Linked DNA regions of Mus musculus: region 2 is linked to region 1. A link is a contact called in public HiChIP or PLAC-seq data. All regions are on one chromosome and are shown on one strand. Each heading gives the region's core, a stretch centred on a gene start, on an enhancer-like site or on the middle of the called end of the contact. The rest is flanking DNA. Distances are from core to core; before and after follow the strand shown. Region 1 overlaps Acot11 (acyl-CoA thioesterase 11). Region 2 overlaps Ssbp3 (single-stranded DNA binding protein 3).

The links. HiChIP or PLAC-seq counts read pairs in DNA pulled down with a chosen protein or histone mark.
Region 2: a CTCF HiChIP or PLAC-seq map of CD8 T cells shows a contact between it and region 1, with 7 read pairs. The contact joins two enhancer-like sites. A contact is called at or near these places in 1 of 39 promoter capture datasets (pre-B cells), 2 of 15 datasets of contacts at CTCF or cohesin (CD8 T cells and the NIH/3T3 cell line), 7 of 484 Hi-C or Micro-C datasets (CD8 T cells, the N1E-115 cell line, cardiomyocytes and 4 more), 10 of 115 datasets of contacts at active chromatin or transcription factors (the HPC-7 cell line, bone marrow-derived macrophages, embryonic stem cells and 5 more) and 2 of 9 other capture datasets (adipose tissue and embryonic stem cells).

The regions. Positions count from the first base shown.
Region 1 is chr4:106,783,857-106,790,102 of GRCm38.p6, forward strand. The region is part of intron 1 of Acot11 (acyl-CoA thioesterase 11); the gene reads right to left. Among named protein-coding and RNA genes, the nearest start is that of Acot11, 13 kb to the right of the region's middle. Within about 2 kb of position 4,140, at least 176 of the 459 cell types and tissues checked have an H3K27ac peak or open chromatin away from gene starts, as enhancers often do. A contact at or near this core is called in CD8 T cells, the HPC-7 cell line, bone marrow-derived macrophages and 4 more, where this site is marked.
Region 2 is chr4:106,982,828-106,989,460 of GRCm38.p6, forward strand. The region is part of intron 4 of Ssbp3 (single-stranded DNA binding protein 3); the gene reads left to right. Among named protein-coding and RNA genes, the nearest start is that of Gm12786, 41 kb to the right of the region's middle. Within about 2 kb of position 5,059, at least 164 of the 459 cell types and tissues checked have an H3K27ac peak or open chromatin away from gene starts, as enhancers often do. A contact at or near this core is called in CD8 T cells, the HPC-7 cell line, bone marrow-derived macrophages and 4 more, where this site is marked.

The DNA.
Region 1 (6,246 bases), core at 2,890-5,389:
TGCTGGGATTACAGTATGTCCAGAGCCTTTCCCAAAGCCATTCACAATCATTTCCATATGTGACCCAACATCCTCATGACTACCAGGAAACCTCCTGGGATACGCAACTAACCTAGCAGAACGATATCCTTCACTCTTTCACCAACCCCAAAGCTAAAACTACATCAAGTAACCTGTCTGAAGACAGAAGCACACCCTCTGCTGTAGCCCACCGACCTGAAGTCTCCTGGGACACGTTACGGCAAATTTAGACATACCTGCCTCCATCTCCATCCAAGGTGTTTTGAGGATTAACACATTTCTGAAACCAGTGAGATGCCATGGTGGAAGAGGCTGGAGGGCAAGGAGTAGCTGGTTAGCTAGCACGGAGCCCAGCAGCTCATCTTCTGCTTGGGGAAACAGGAATGTGGAGAAGAGAGGTTCTGGAGTCTGTAGATGGCTTTTGAGTCTAGTCCAATCTATCTCTGAGGGCCCCAAGCAGCTCTCTTCCCTTCTGTCCACTTAGATATTCTTTTGTTCAACCGCCACCTGGCAACCCAATAATCCAGTTTCCTTGTTTGTAAAGTGAGACTCTAAAGACTTAGCATGGCTGACCTGAGGTGTAAATGAGAGGACGTAGCCAAAGGACTTTGCCAATCACAGTGGCTCTGACCTCCGTCTGAGCAAGGGCAGTCCACCAGACTGGGTCAGCCTACCAAGTAAGTGCGTCTAAGCCGGCTGCCATCCCAGAGTCAGGGTCCAGACGAAAGACAGACAAGGCAAGAAGTAATATGGGAAATGCTGTCACACCCAGGGGCACAGGGGTCATGTGACCAGGATGCAGCTTTCCCCTGACAGCATGCCCGCTCTGACTTCTCTGTATTGCTTGGACATTATACCCACCATGTACCTGAACTTAACAACCTGTACAATGTGAGCAAGTATTTCACCTTCTCAGAGCTCAGACCTCAGTTCATGGAGCTGAAAGAGGTAAATGGGAACGTAAGTTGAGAATAACTACCCTCCTTTGAAGACATTTGGGTTGTTTTTTTGAGATGGGAATCTCATTCTGACCCCAGGCTGACCTCAAACTTACCATATAGCCCAGGCTGGTAAGTGCTCTCCACATGCCAGTGTTGCAGACCCCGCCCACCATGCCAGCTGCGTTTACTTCTTTAATCTTCACACCGCCCTAATAGCTGGGTGTCCCATTCCCATTTTACAGATGGGGAAGCAGAGGCTCAAGAAGAGTAAACAGCTTACACATACACACATAGGATCACCCATCTGATAAGGACAGAACTGAGACCTAGGTCCACACTTGTGTAGCTCAGAATCCAAGGCTGCTCGACCGTTTTGAAGTACTACCGCTCGTCTAGCAGACAGGATAGTCATTTATGTCTCTGGGCATTTGATCCCACCACAGGTAGGCCAAGCCAGCACCCACATCTCTATTCTGGTTTCCTGAGACTCCTCCTCATGTCCCTTTAAGCCCTCTTGCAGGGAGAGCAATGGTATCAGGACCTGGATCAAAACCGTCTGAAACACGCTGGTCCACCCCCAAGGACGAAAATGCTGGAAAGGCCTTTGTCTATCTAGACAGACTGCTCGGGAACAGTATTGAGATCACCACACCCTCCAGCAGCAGCTGGCTACCATGCGCTTTCTTGCCCACAAATCAGAGGGTCCACTCCCTTCTGCAAACCCTTCTCCTATCCAGTCCTTCATCTCCCACCCTCTGCCTCTATGCCTCACTGCCGGCCTGGCCTACTGCATTAGACTGTTTGCCACTGCCCACCCCCCAAACCCCCCAACCTTTACCCCCCCCCCCAGTCACCAGAAGGCCTAGAGGGCAACTAGAATGTTTTGATCACAAGCCGTCTAGCCCCAGTGTGATCTTACCCTCCATGTGCCACACCCAGCCCCAAACCCCCAGTGACATGCATTGATCCCTCCATGCTGAGCCCTCACACTGAGGTCGGGGCTGCCACTCAGGGGGCTGTGAAGGAAAGACCTGGCTTCTCCCCATCAGAACCCTTCACACCCTCCCCACCACATGGCTAAGAATGCAGCCTGTCCCTGCCTCTGGGTTACCATGGCAACAAGAAGCCAGGCAGTGGGCCCAGGCCCTGCTATCCTACAAGCCACCTCATTTACCCTGGAGCTGGGCACAGCAGCCATAGATAGCACTATTCCTTCTGGAGAGGAAACAAGAACAAGCGGAAAGGGGGAGGAAAAAAAAAGAGAGAGAAATCAGCTACAGAGAGAGAAGGGGAAACAAAACAATTAGAGAAAAGACAAGACACAGGGAGGAGGGAAGGAGAACAGAAAAGAAATGTCAGAGGGAGAAAGAAATGGGCTGGGAGGGAACAAAACAAGTAGAAAAGCACATGCACTGGGGGGGGGGGGGGGGCGGGGGACAGGAAAGGGGCCGCTCCTGATCCACACTCCACACCACACATTCCTGGGCCTGAGCTGCTCACAGCTTTTGAGACTCTGGGCAGCTAAGACTTCCTGCCCCAGGAAGCTGGCAGCCTGGCTGGGCCCCCTCCAGCTGCTCTCTAGGCCCTCTAGCCTCTACCCTGCTGAAGGATGGTGTCCAGGCTTCCCCCCAGCAAGTGGGGCCCCTTCTCCCACCCCTCGGGGATCCTCAAACCCTCCTGCCACTCTGTCCTCTCCACCCCCACCCCACCAGCCTCCTTTAGCTCAAACCAGCTTAGTTCTTCTCTGTGTTTAAAAAGCCATTCCTAAGAAGGCTTGCAGAATGGTGGAAGCAGGACTCATGATTTACCAACTGGATACATCTTGTCACTTGTCACTTGGTCATGCCCTGGAAGAGGCCGAAGTGTCCTCTCTGCAGGTAGAAGATGCTGATCAGGATCAGGCAACCCATGGCAGAGGCTGGACCGGGCACTGCAGCCCAGGCAGCCCTGCAGGGGCTCACTTCTTATACCCCAGGTTCTTCTCCGAGCCTTCAGCTCAGGGGAGTTGATGGACTATAAAATAGCCCTGACCTGACCTGGCCTCACAGCACCAACATACTCCCTCCACTGTGTGAAAGGGACCTGAGCCAAGAGAAAAGCTTGCTGAAAAAGCCAAGAAAGGTAGAAAGAGAAGAAAGACAAAGTTTGCGGTGATTGGCAAGAGATCTGTGACCAAGCCCCACAGGTTCTTGGTACTCTGGATGTGGCCCTGCCTCTGGTTTGCTGGAGAACCGAGCATAACTTAAGCTACTCTGGACCTCAGTCTTCACAACTATAAAATGGGAACATGAGCGTCACAGAAAGGAGTCTGAGTGCTTAGACCGGGACCTGACCCACAGGAAGTGCCCCAAACTGCTGTGCTTTGTGTTGTCCAAAAGCTAAGGCACTTCAGAAAGACACGGGTCCCAGGGGTATGTGACATCTATGGAGAACAAATGGCCAGGTGGCCTGTGCAGAAAATGCTTTGAAGGCAGCTGGGACCTGTGACAAAAACATTCACATTTCTTTCCATTACTGCCAATTGAACACAAAGCTCTCTTCTATATTAGGGTTTCACTTAAACTGAGAATCATGGCTGGGCAGGACAGAGTCTGTGGTCCTCTGCAGGCACCCTGCACTTGATGACTGCCAGAATGCCATGCTACTCAGTTCTAGAAAGGTTCCAGACCCTCAGGAAGTTGAAACAGACTCTTGGAATTACTAGAAAGCAGCTGAAAGGGTCGGTGGCAACAAGGTGGGCACCAGGAGGAGCCCCTGGGCCACGAATAAACCATCTTCAATAAATTGCTTTTGTTCAAGGCCAAACATCATCAGGGCCCAGTGAGAACCTGGAGATTGAGCCTGGAGGGGTTTCCCGTGGTGCCCCTGGAGACTGAACCTGGACCAGTTCCGTAGAGCCCCATGCTGCACCAAATGGCAGGAATGAGGACGGGCCTGGTCATCAGCAGGCTGACAAAAAAGCCAAGCAGGGGACCCTGCATCCAGCGCTTCTGTCACTGTCCCCTGGGTTTAGATTGATTATGGGCTGGGCTGGTTCTACCTTAATAGCTGTTTATGTGAAAACAGCCTCATGATTTCATCCATCCACAAACTCAACTGTGGCAACTCCTACCGTAACCAAAGCATAGCGCTGTGGTGGCTGAGGCCTTGCAGCCCCAGTACGGTGGGGGAGGGGAGGAGAGGAAGGAATGACTCAGTGCGGAGGAGGCAGCCCCAGGCTGGGGTTTTGCTTGAGGCCCAACCCTGTGAGCAAGAAACCAGAAGGAATGTGTGGGACCCTCAGAAAGGACAGATAACCGGAGGGAGATCAGGGAGGGCACCGACTATTGGTGGCCTGGTCTGGATCTCTGAGGGCTGGTCAGAAACCAGGAGCATTCCAAGTAAGGCGGATAGGTAGAAAGAACAACTCTTCAGATCACTGAGGTTAATCTCTGTTAAAACTCCATTCATTTCTTCAGGGTGATGGGACCATCTCATCTCTCATGACATGTAAAAACAAGACAAGGCCATTTAAAGAAGGAAAGAAAACACAGAGCATCGAGGGGTGTGGCCCGGTGGGTGGCATGCCTGCCTAATATCCAGAAAGCCCTGGGTTTGATCCCCACCACTGCATGAAACGGTTGTGGTATTATCCCAACATTTGGAAGATGGAGACAGGAGGATCAGAAATTCAGGGTCCATCCCAGCTATAAAGCAAGTTTAAGGCCAGCCTAGGCTACATGAGACCCTGTCTCAAAAAGAAAAGAAAACGATAGGAGAGGGGATATGATGGAGGGAAAAGGTCCTTTTCTAATCTGAGGCAGTAGTGAGTGGGAGGGTTCCTGCGGGGAGCTGGCTAATGTATGAATGAATGAGAGGGTGCAATTAGGAAAGACATGGGAGGGGGGTGTGGTTCTAAGGAGAGAGAATGCAACGCCCCAAGAGGATTGGTGTGACTATCAGAGGGCAGTAGGTAAGAAGTCAGGAGGGAAAAAAAAAAAAGAAGAAGAAGTCAGAAGGGTAACCTGGTCCACGTGGCCCAAGGCTGGGCAGATCCCCAGAGTGCAGATTTGACTCAAGTGCTGGAGTCCGTAAGTGGCGGGAGACGGGACCCGCCTTTCAGATCTCTCCACTTTGGATGTGCGTGCTTGCGTGTCCTCTCGGATGAGGAGAGGCAAGTAGAGTCCTCAGCGCTCCTATGCTGCTAGCTGGGAGAAATGGCACTTGGGCAGGGCCTGGCCAAAGTGTTGGCCAAGGGCAGATTTCAGAGGTCCAGCTAGCGGCAGTACTGCAGGCGGAGGTGGGGGGAGCTTGGAGTGAGGAAGAAGTGTTAGTACCCAGTTAGGGGAGTGGGGGGGGGATGGGGGGGAAATGAGTGAGGATAAGGACCAAGAACTTTCCAGCTATTGTTAAACATTCACTGAATGTACCACAGTTCTGATACGCACCCCTCTGTTGAAAGGGGGGCTACACACCTGCAAAAACAAACCAGCAAAAAACAATCACCAGCCCCGTGGGGGCATCTGAAAGGCACAGGGCTCTACACCTGTTCTAGGTTAAAGGGTACTAGAGCCTCGTGGCTCCTCTCAAGACTCAAGAGAAAGAGGAGTCTAATCCTCTCCCCTGAGTCTGCATCACCTTCAGTGACATTTCAACCAAAGCTTGCAACCCCAGGTCATGGGAAGTTTTGCTGCATCTCCTAGGCCTCCTGGAACTGTCCCTCTGGGGGACCTAGCTGCCAGGTAAGAAATCTAACTCTCCTGAAACTGTCACGACAAAGAATCCACACGTGGATGCTCTAAATGACATTCCCAGCTAAGCCCAACCTTGCAGCCTTGCCCACAACAATGCCAGTGAAGCCATACTAGACCCTAGGCAAGCTCACTCACAAGCTAACCACCACCCATAACCTCTACCTGGGCCCCGCAGGCCAGATGAATTGCACTGCAGAGCTCTGCCCAGCCTTGCCCAAATTTCCAACCCACAAATTACAATGCATCACAAACTGATGGGTTTGCTAAGCCACGGAGTTTCAGGGTGGTTTGCATTGCAATCCTAGTAACGACAGCAGATGCGGTCTCGGGAAAGACTGCAGACAGGGACACACATACTCCCACATAAGGAGTAGATATGAAGGAGAAGTCTGAAAAAGACCCAGGGCGCCATCAACCCGGTGTAGGGAGAGCCCCAGACGGCTCCCGGAGGCAGCATGAAGGCAGATGGGAAAGGAGCCAACTGAGAGGAGGAGAAGGAGTCCAGTCAGAATGATTTAGAAAAAAGATGAGAGCCAGCCAAGTGGAAACTG
Region 2 (6,633 bases), core at 3,809-6,308, 200 kb after region 1:
TTTTTTTTTTACAACCCAATAAATTGGTGCCAAACCTGCTTCTGGCCATTTTCCTGGAGGTAGTCATTGTCTTCTTGGAAACTGGCGCCAGCCTGGGGGGTTGATCATTAACAGATTGGGGGTTGGGGAGAGCTTGTAATACAGGTAGTGGGCCTGAGGGTGCACCCCAAGTGGGCTGTGTCAGGAGCTTTCTCTTCCTTCATGAGCCTCTTTCCTGTGGGTACTACATCTTGCATCTTTGCATGTTTTATCCAAGAGAGGAATTCACCTGGTCCTGGCCTCCATTCCCCTCCACCTAATGAAAGCAAATGCTCCTTGTCCATGTGGCCATTAGCGTCAGGTGACAGGGAGCCCAGGGGGAGCAGCGGGTGCTGTTGTAGTGCTCTTCCTCCTGTGGGGGGAGGCAGGGGTGACCTACTGGACATGAACCCTAGACCTGAGAGGTGGGCTCATCGCTTAGAAGGGAGTGAGAATGGAACCAGTTATTGGAGCCCTGTTTCTTCACCTGTCAGTTTGGGGTGAGGAAACTTAGCATTCTAAGGTGTGCCTGACTTACCCTAGAAGGGGCTGCTCGCCCCCTCCTCACTCTTTTGCTCCTCACTTGCTCTCCCCTTCCTGCTTCTGCCCTCTCCCCATTCCCTCCCCACCCCCCATACCTCCTCTACATACTCATGGCTGGCCTCCTCCCCCCCCTTTTTTTACTACTCTGTTAACTCCTTGGGGAAGAGATGCCTCAGCATGGGCCCACCAAGGTACCCTCTTCCCCCATACCTGAACATACCCCCCCCCTCCCACACACACATCTTTTTATAAACACATCAGAAACAGCCCTTACTTCTCTGGGTTGTCACAGGGAATGGAACAAAGGTACCACCTTGCTGCCTGTTTGCTTCCTTCCTGGCCCTTCCCCTGCTGGGAGTGCTCTGCAGGAGTTGAGGTGGTGTTTTTAGGGTTCACCTGGCTCTTACACAGAATAAGAACACTTCCTCACAGAATGAATCATGGGGCCAACTGTGCCTGGTGTGCTGTCCTCCCCCACCTTTCCATCAGTACAGTTGAAGGGTATTCTGTGTGTGCTGTTAGTAGCAGTATATCAGGCAGCACGTGGTGCCCTGAGAGGTGTCACCACCTCCAGCCTGGCAAGAAGGCTGCGATGGCCCCTCTTTTGGCAGTTCTGCTCTGTCTGCACGCATGTGCTTCTTGCTGAGCATCCTTCCCTGGATGGCAGACTGGCAGAGCTGCTTGGAAAGCTCTCTCTCTCTCCCCAGCCCCCCACCCCACCCCCACCCCTACTTTGGGGGTGTGAAGATGAACTGGTGTGACTATAGCTTGGTGTTTTGGTGTCTGTGAGAAAAGCAGAATTGGCTCAAGCTGCTTTCTCAGTTAAGGGGATTTAAGAAGAAGGAGAAAAAAATTAATCCTACCCTGGTGATCAATCTGACACCTTCCCTTTGAGCCCCAGATGGCTTGTTGGGGTAGAAAGTTGGCCACGGCTGCTGTAAGGGAAATGAATGGTGTGTCTCTGTACGTTGGAAATTGTGGCTCTCAGTTACGTGCACACATTTGTGTGTGTATGTGCTCGAATGTGGTGTGAGTATGTATGTGCAGTGAGTGTGTGTGTGTGTGTGTGTGTGTGTGTGGCATATTCCCAGAAGTTTCCCAGTAGTAAGTGTCATCCTTGGAGGTGTCAGTCAGGTAACCCTCGCTGATGCATGTTCATTTGCCTTGGTTTGTGCCTCTCTCCTAGTTCTTCACCTCCTGGAGGGGTCTGAGCTAGGTAGGTGGTTTGGAAGATGGAGACACAGGCCTAGCTATTTGTCCCCCGTACAAACAGGGTCAGAGCTCAGGAAGTAGAAGCAAACTTTCTCCCTGTTCTTGCCCTGCCATAGCCTCAGCCTTGGCAAACGCTGTCCAGGTCTACACTTGTGGCTGTGCCTTTTCTTTGAGTAAATGTGCTTCCAGCTATTCATAATTATATTTTAATGGCTACATAAGGTTTTATTGAAGCATTTCCTTATTGGCTAGTCCTTTCTGCCCTTCCCTCTTATCCTGCACTCTACACAGCACTGCAGTGAACACCTTTGCAGTTCATTCTCCATGGCTTCCTTGGGGTAAATCCCCAGAAGTGACTGGATGAGGAAGGATGGGCTCATTTCAAGGCCCTTGACTTATTTGTTACACAGACACAGGCAGTACAGAAAGACTTGCCCTAACTGTACTTTTACTGTGGTTTAGCTCTTCATAGATACTGTTGTAGCTCTAACTACCTACCTTACACACTAGCCTGCTTGCACAGCACTTGGTATAGGTGAAGTGCAGTAAGCTCTCCGTTATCCCATATTCCAAGAAGTAAGAAGGGAGTCCCAGGTGGACCACACGTGACCTTGATCCATTGTGCTGGATCAAGATGGCTGCCTACGCTTTCTCTCAGAGATGGCAAAAGGAAGTAAGCTGTGGCCTAGAGAGCCTGACTATCAAGAAATGAGTACCCCAGGGCTGGCTTTGTGCACCGAAGGCTCTAGTATAAACCCTGATGCATCATTTTATTCAAGAGTATTTGTGGGGCCTCTTGGGCACCAAGCTCAGTGGGACTGGGAGATGGAGAAGAGCCAGCAGTCACTCCAGGCAGACAGAATCACACACAGGGAATTTCTATATGACGTGACAGATGGTTGGATAGGGTGCCATGGATGATCAGGGCCAGAGTGACAAGCTCTGCCTTTCTTTTGTTCTTGAGATTTTAAACTCCCTTCCCCCATTCCTGCTGATTAAGGGAGGTTAGGCTCCTATTCCCTTCTTGGCCAGTACATAGGTAGCTTTTGACTGCATGGGCTTTACACGCCAGACGGGGCAGCTTCCTCTATACTGGTGTGAGACCCAGCTCTACAGACTTCAGAAACACCCTTTGACAAAGTAATTTTAAAGCAGAACCTAAAGGAATTTAAGTTCAGTATTCTTGTCTTGGCAACTGTAACTTCTCATCTAGTTAACTCCTGTACCTGTGCACTTAACCATGTGTCAGGTGAGGGCCCAGGGTGACAGCCATGTCTCTGCACGTCACAGTGTGTGATGTAGAAGAGCCTTCTTGTGGACCTGAGAGCTCAGTGAAATGGGGCGCCGCCCTCCTTTCTGATTGTCCGTGATGCTTGTGCTCCATAGTAGATCCTCAGAACTTCATTTCACTCTCCCTCCCTCCCAGCCCTGCCAAGTAATTCTCTGCCTGGAGACTAAGTCCAGGTTGGGAGCTGGCAAGGAGGAGCCTCGGGTTCATCAGGGAGACCTGGCTACTGGCTCCAGCTCAGTTCCTTGTTGCCTGTCTGCCTTGGTTCCCTCTGTCTCCCATCTCAGCCACTTGGTTGCCTCCTAGGTCTAAAAGTAAAGGCCCTCCCACTCCCTGCTCTGGAGTTTCGGAAAGCCCAGCTCTCTGAACCTAAGCAGCATCCACTCCAGACACAGGGCAGAGGTGATGTTTGCAGAGGGAGGGCTGCCTAAGACCTCACACTTTACACTTTCCATGTGAGGCCTTGGACATTGACTCCAGGGCACAGGCATACGGTTGAGTGCGGTGTGTCCCTTGCTCCCTCCCGGGTTCTAGCTGAAGATAGGAAGGCCAGAGGCAGAACAGCCGACCGGATTCTCAGGCTTTAGAGGAGCGTCCTGGGGCTGTGCTCCCAGCTGCCTCCCATTGTGCTGGAGCCACGCGGTACAGCCCCCTCCCCCAGATCTTCCTCTGGAGAATAAACCATCAGCAGGATTGATTACCCTGCAGGTCCCTAGGCCGCTGTCTCTGGCCTGCATCTGGAGCTGATTTCTGTGGCTTGTAGACCCATTGTCTTGGATGGCTCATTTCCACAAATCAGAGTTGGCTCCACTGCCCTAACCCTAGTGTGACCCCAGATGCATGTTTGTTCGTCCAGTGAACACTTCCTGCTTGAGGAGGGGGGAAAGGCTGAAGTGCACATGAGTGGCTCCAGAGCCACCTCCCTGCTCTGATGCAGACAGGATGTTCCTTCCCATCCCAGCCCCTCCCTAGCCTCCCACCTAGGCCTGCCTTTCTGAAGTAGATTCAAGGAGGATGCATATTTTCAGGAAGTTGGATCCATCACCTGGCACCAGAGGGGAGACTCACAGTCTAATAGCTCCCACAGGGTGTAGTGTTATAAGGCTCTGTGTCTCCCACAACAAGGTGGGAGCTACAAGCAGCCCCTGGCATGGGCTAGGAGGTTTGAACTAAGTCAAAGGCGGCAGCAGCTTATTGGCGAAAGTTTCTAGCACTGTGAGGATCAGTTGTCAGTGGGGCTTCCTTGCACACAGAGGGACTCACTGAGATGTGTCACTATGCAGGGGTCTAGGGGGACTGGACACATGCTCCATGTTAGCCCCTTTAGCCCCTGCTCTGGGCTGGGGGATTTCATGACCTTAAGTTTGTCCCTTCCTTTTTTTTTTTTTTTTTTGGTTTTCGAGACAGGGTTTCTCATTTCTCTGTATAGCCCTGGCTGTCCTGGAACTCACTTTGTAGACCAGGCTGGCCTCGAACTCAGAAATCCACCTGCCTCTGCCTCTCGAATGCTGGGATTAAAAGCATGCGCCACCACACCCAGCAAATTTGTCCCTTCTTGTCACAGTTTTTGTTTGTTTGTATGGTTGGGTTGTTGGTTGGTTGTGTGTATGGTTGGTTGGTTGGTTGTTGGTTGGGCTGGTAAGATACAAAGCTCTCAGGATCTACCTGTCTGTACTCTCCAGTGCTATAGTAGGGCACAGGTGGCCATGCCCAGCTTTTTGTGTGTGTCTTCATGCTTACACAGCACGTGTTCTTACCCACCAAGTTGCCTTACTGGTACGGCTTGTGTGCTGACAGGAATTTAGCTTGTCCTCCACTTGAAGACCTTAGAACTTGACTACAATGTGGGCTCCGGGTGCAGAAGGCCTGTTCCTTCAGTGCAGTGAGTGGCCTCTCTTTGCCTCTCTTCCCAATGGTGATGGAGGATAGAAGCCAGGATGGCTCAGCCCTGTGGCTGGCTGACTCACTTCTGATTAGGGACCTGTGTGGCCAGCGGCTTCCTGCCATTGTTTCCACAAGCTCTTTGCAAGCTCCTCTGTCTTTACAAGCTAAGCTCCACAACAGGTCCTGCGAGTTAGGGAGTCCCAAGAGCACACCAGCACCCAGGGTTCTTCAGGAGCTGCCTCTGGCATTTTGGGCTCATCCTTTCTGGCTTTTGTTCAGGAAAAGAGAGCCCTTTCCGTGGGCATTTGAGCTGCCGTGTGTCGCATGTAGCCTGGTCCTATCTCAGACTCTGGAGCTTGGTGGCTGCCCATGATCAGACCTTCACTTTGCTGCCCCCTTCTGGGACAACCAGCTCTCTACTCAGGGACCGCCTTTGCCTGACCTTCCTCACCCCAGGAAGCAGTATGTCCAGCTGCAGAATTCTTATTGCTTGAGAGCCCCAGAGAAATGGCACTAGGGGTGTATCCCTTCTGCATACTCCTTCCAAGAATGAGGACACATGATGCTTCCTGTAGGTGCCATCACCCCCATCCTCAAATCCAGACCCAAGGGCAGGCAGGCAGGCTTATCCTACCTATCCACCAAAACCTTTCTCCTTGGTGAGACCCATAAGTCGGCCTCTTAGAGCAGGGTGGGTCACTGGCTTGTCATGTGGTGTAGGATACCACCTACAGTTGTTTAGTAGCCCAGCAGCAAAAATGCAGGAACCTATAAAATAGTGGAGGGAAGGAGGAGAGGGAAGGGGAGTGAAAAGGCAGAGCCAGAACTGCAGACCTTCAGAGTCACCCCTTGTGAACCCGACCCAGCAGACCTGCTTCCCACCCGGCTTCTTCCCTCCCTGTGGTCTGGATCCACCCGGCCTTGTAGATTGCATCAGGGAGCCACTTACCCCCATTAAAACTGGGAGGGCCAGGGAGGGAGGAAATGGGCTAGGGTGTGTTGGGAATGTTTTAGCTAATGCAGGGAGTGCTTTTTAAAAGGCAGGTAGAATTTTTTCTTTATAGATCAATTAAAAACCCTTCTTAAAATTAGCCTCTGGGAAGGTGTGTCAGTGGGCTCTTGTTTTCTTATGTCCCACACTCTGCACATCCTCCCTGACAGAAAACCTTAAAATTTTTCTTTCAGAGGTGACCAGTGTTTTTAAATGCCAGGTGATGACCAAGGGAGAGGGACCTTTGACTAGGGTTAAAGTACTGTCCTGGGAGGGTGCGTAGACTCCCTGTGACTCCTCTGGGCCATACAGCTGGCGGGCAGCAGCAGGCACGAAGAGGAACATCTCACCAGAGCCAGGCAGATGGTGTTCACCTGCTCGGGACACACTCCCTGGTCCGGGGCCCTTGGAGTTGCTGAGATAATAACAGACAGCTGCCAGCCCTGGACCTAGATCTGCGGGCATTCAAAGGCATACAAGGTGCAGGGAGACAGAGCCTGCCCAGGCCTCCCCACCCGCCAGGCCCTGCTTTTGTTTGAGAGTTGTGAGCCCCTCCTTTCCCGCACCAACATCCGAGCAACAAGAGCGCTTTAATGGAGGACAGTTCTGTTTTGGAAACGACAAGAAAGCTCCTTGTCAAGTGTGACCTGGCCTTTCCTTTGTCTTGCCTCCCTTCTTTGTGTGTGTCTCCAATGGG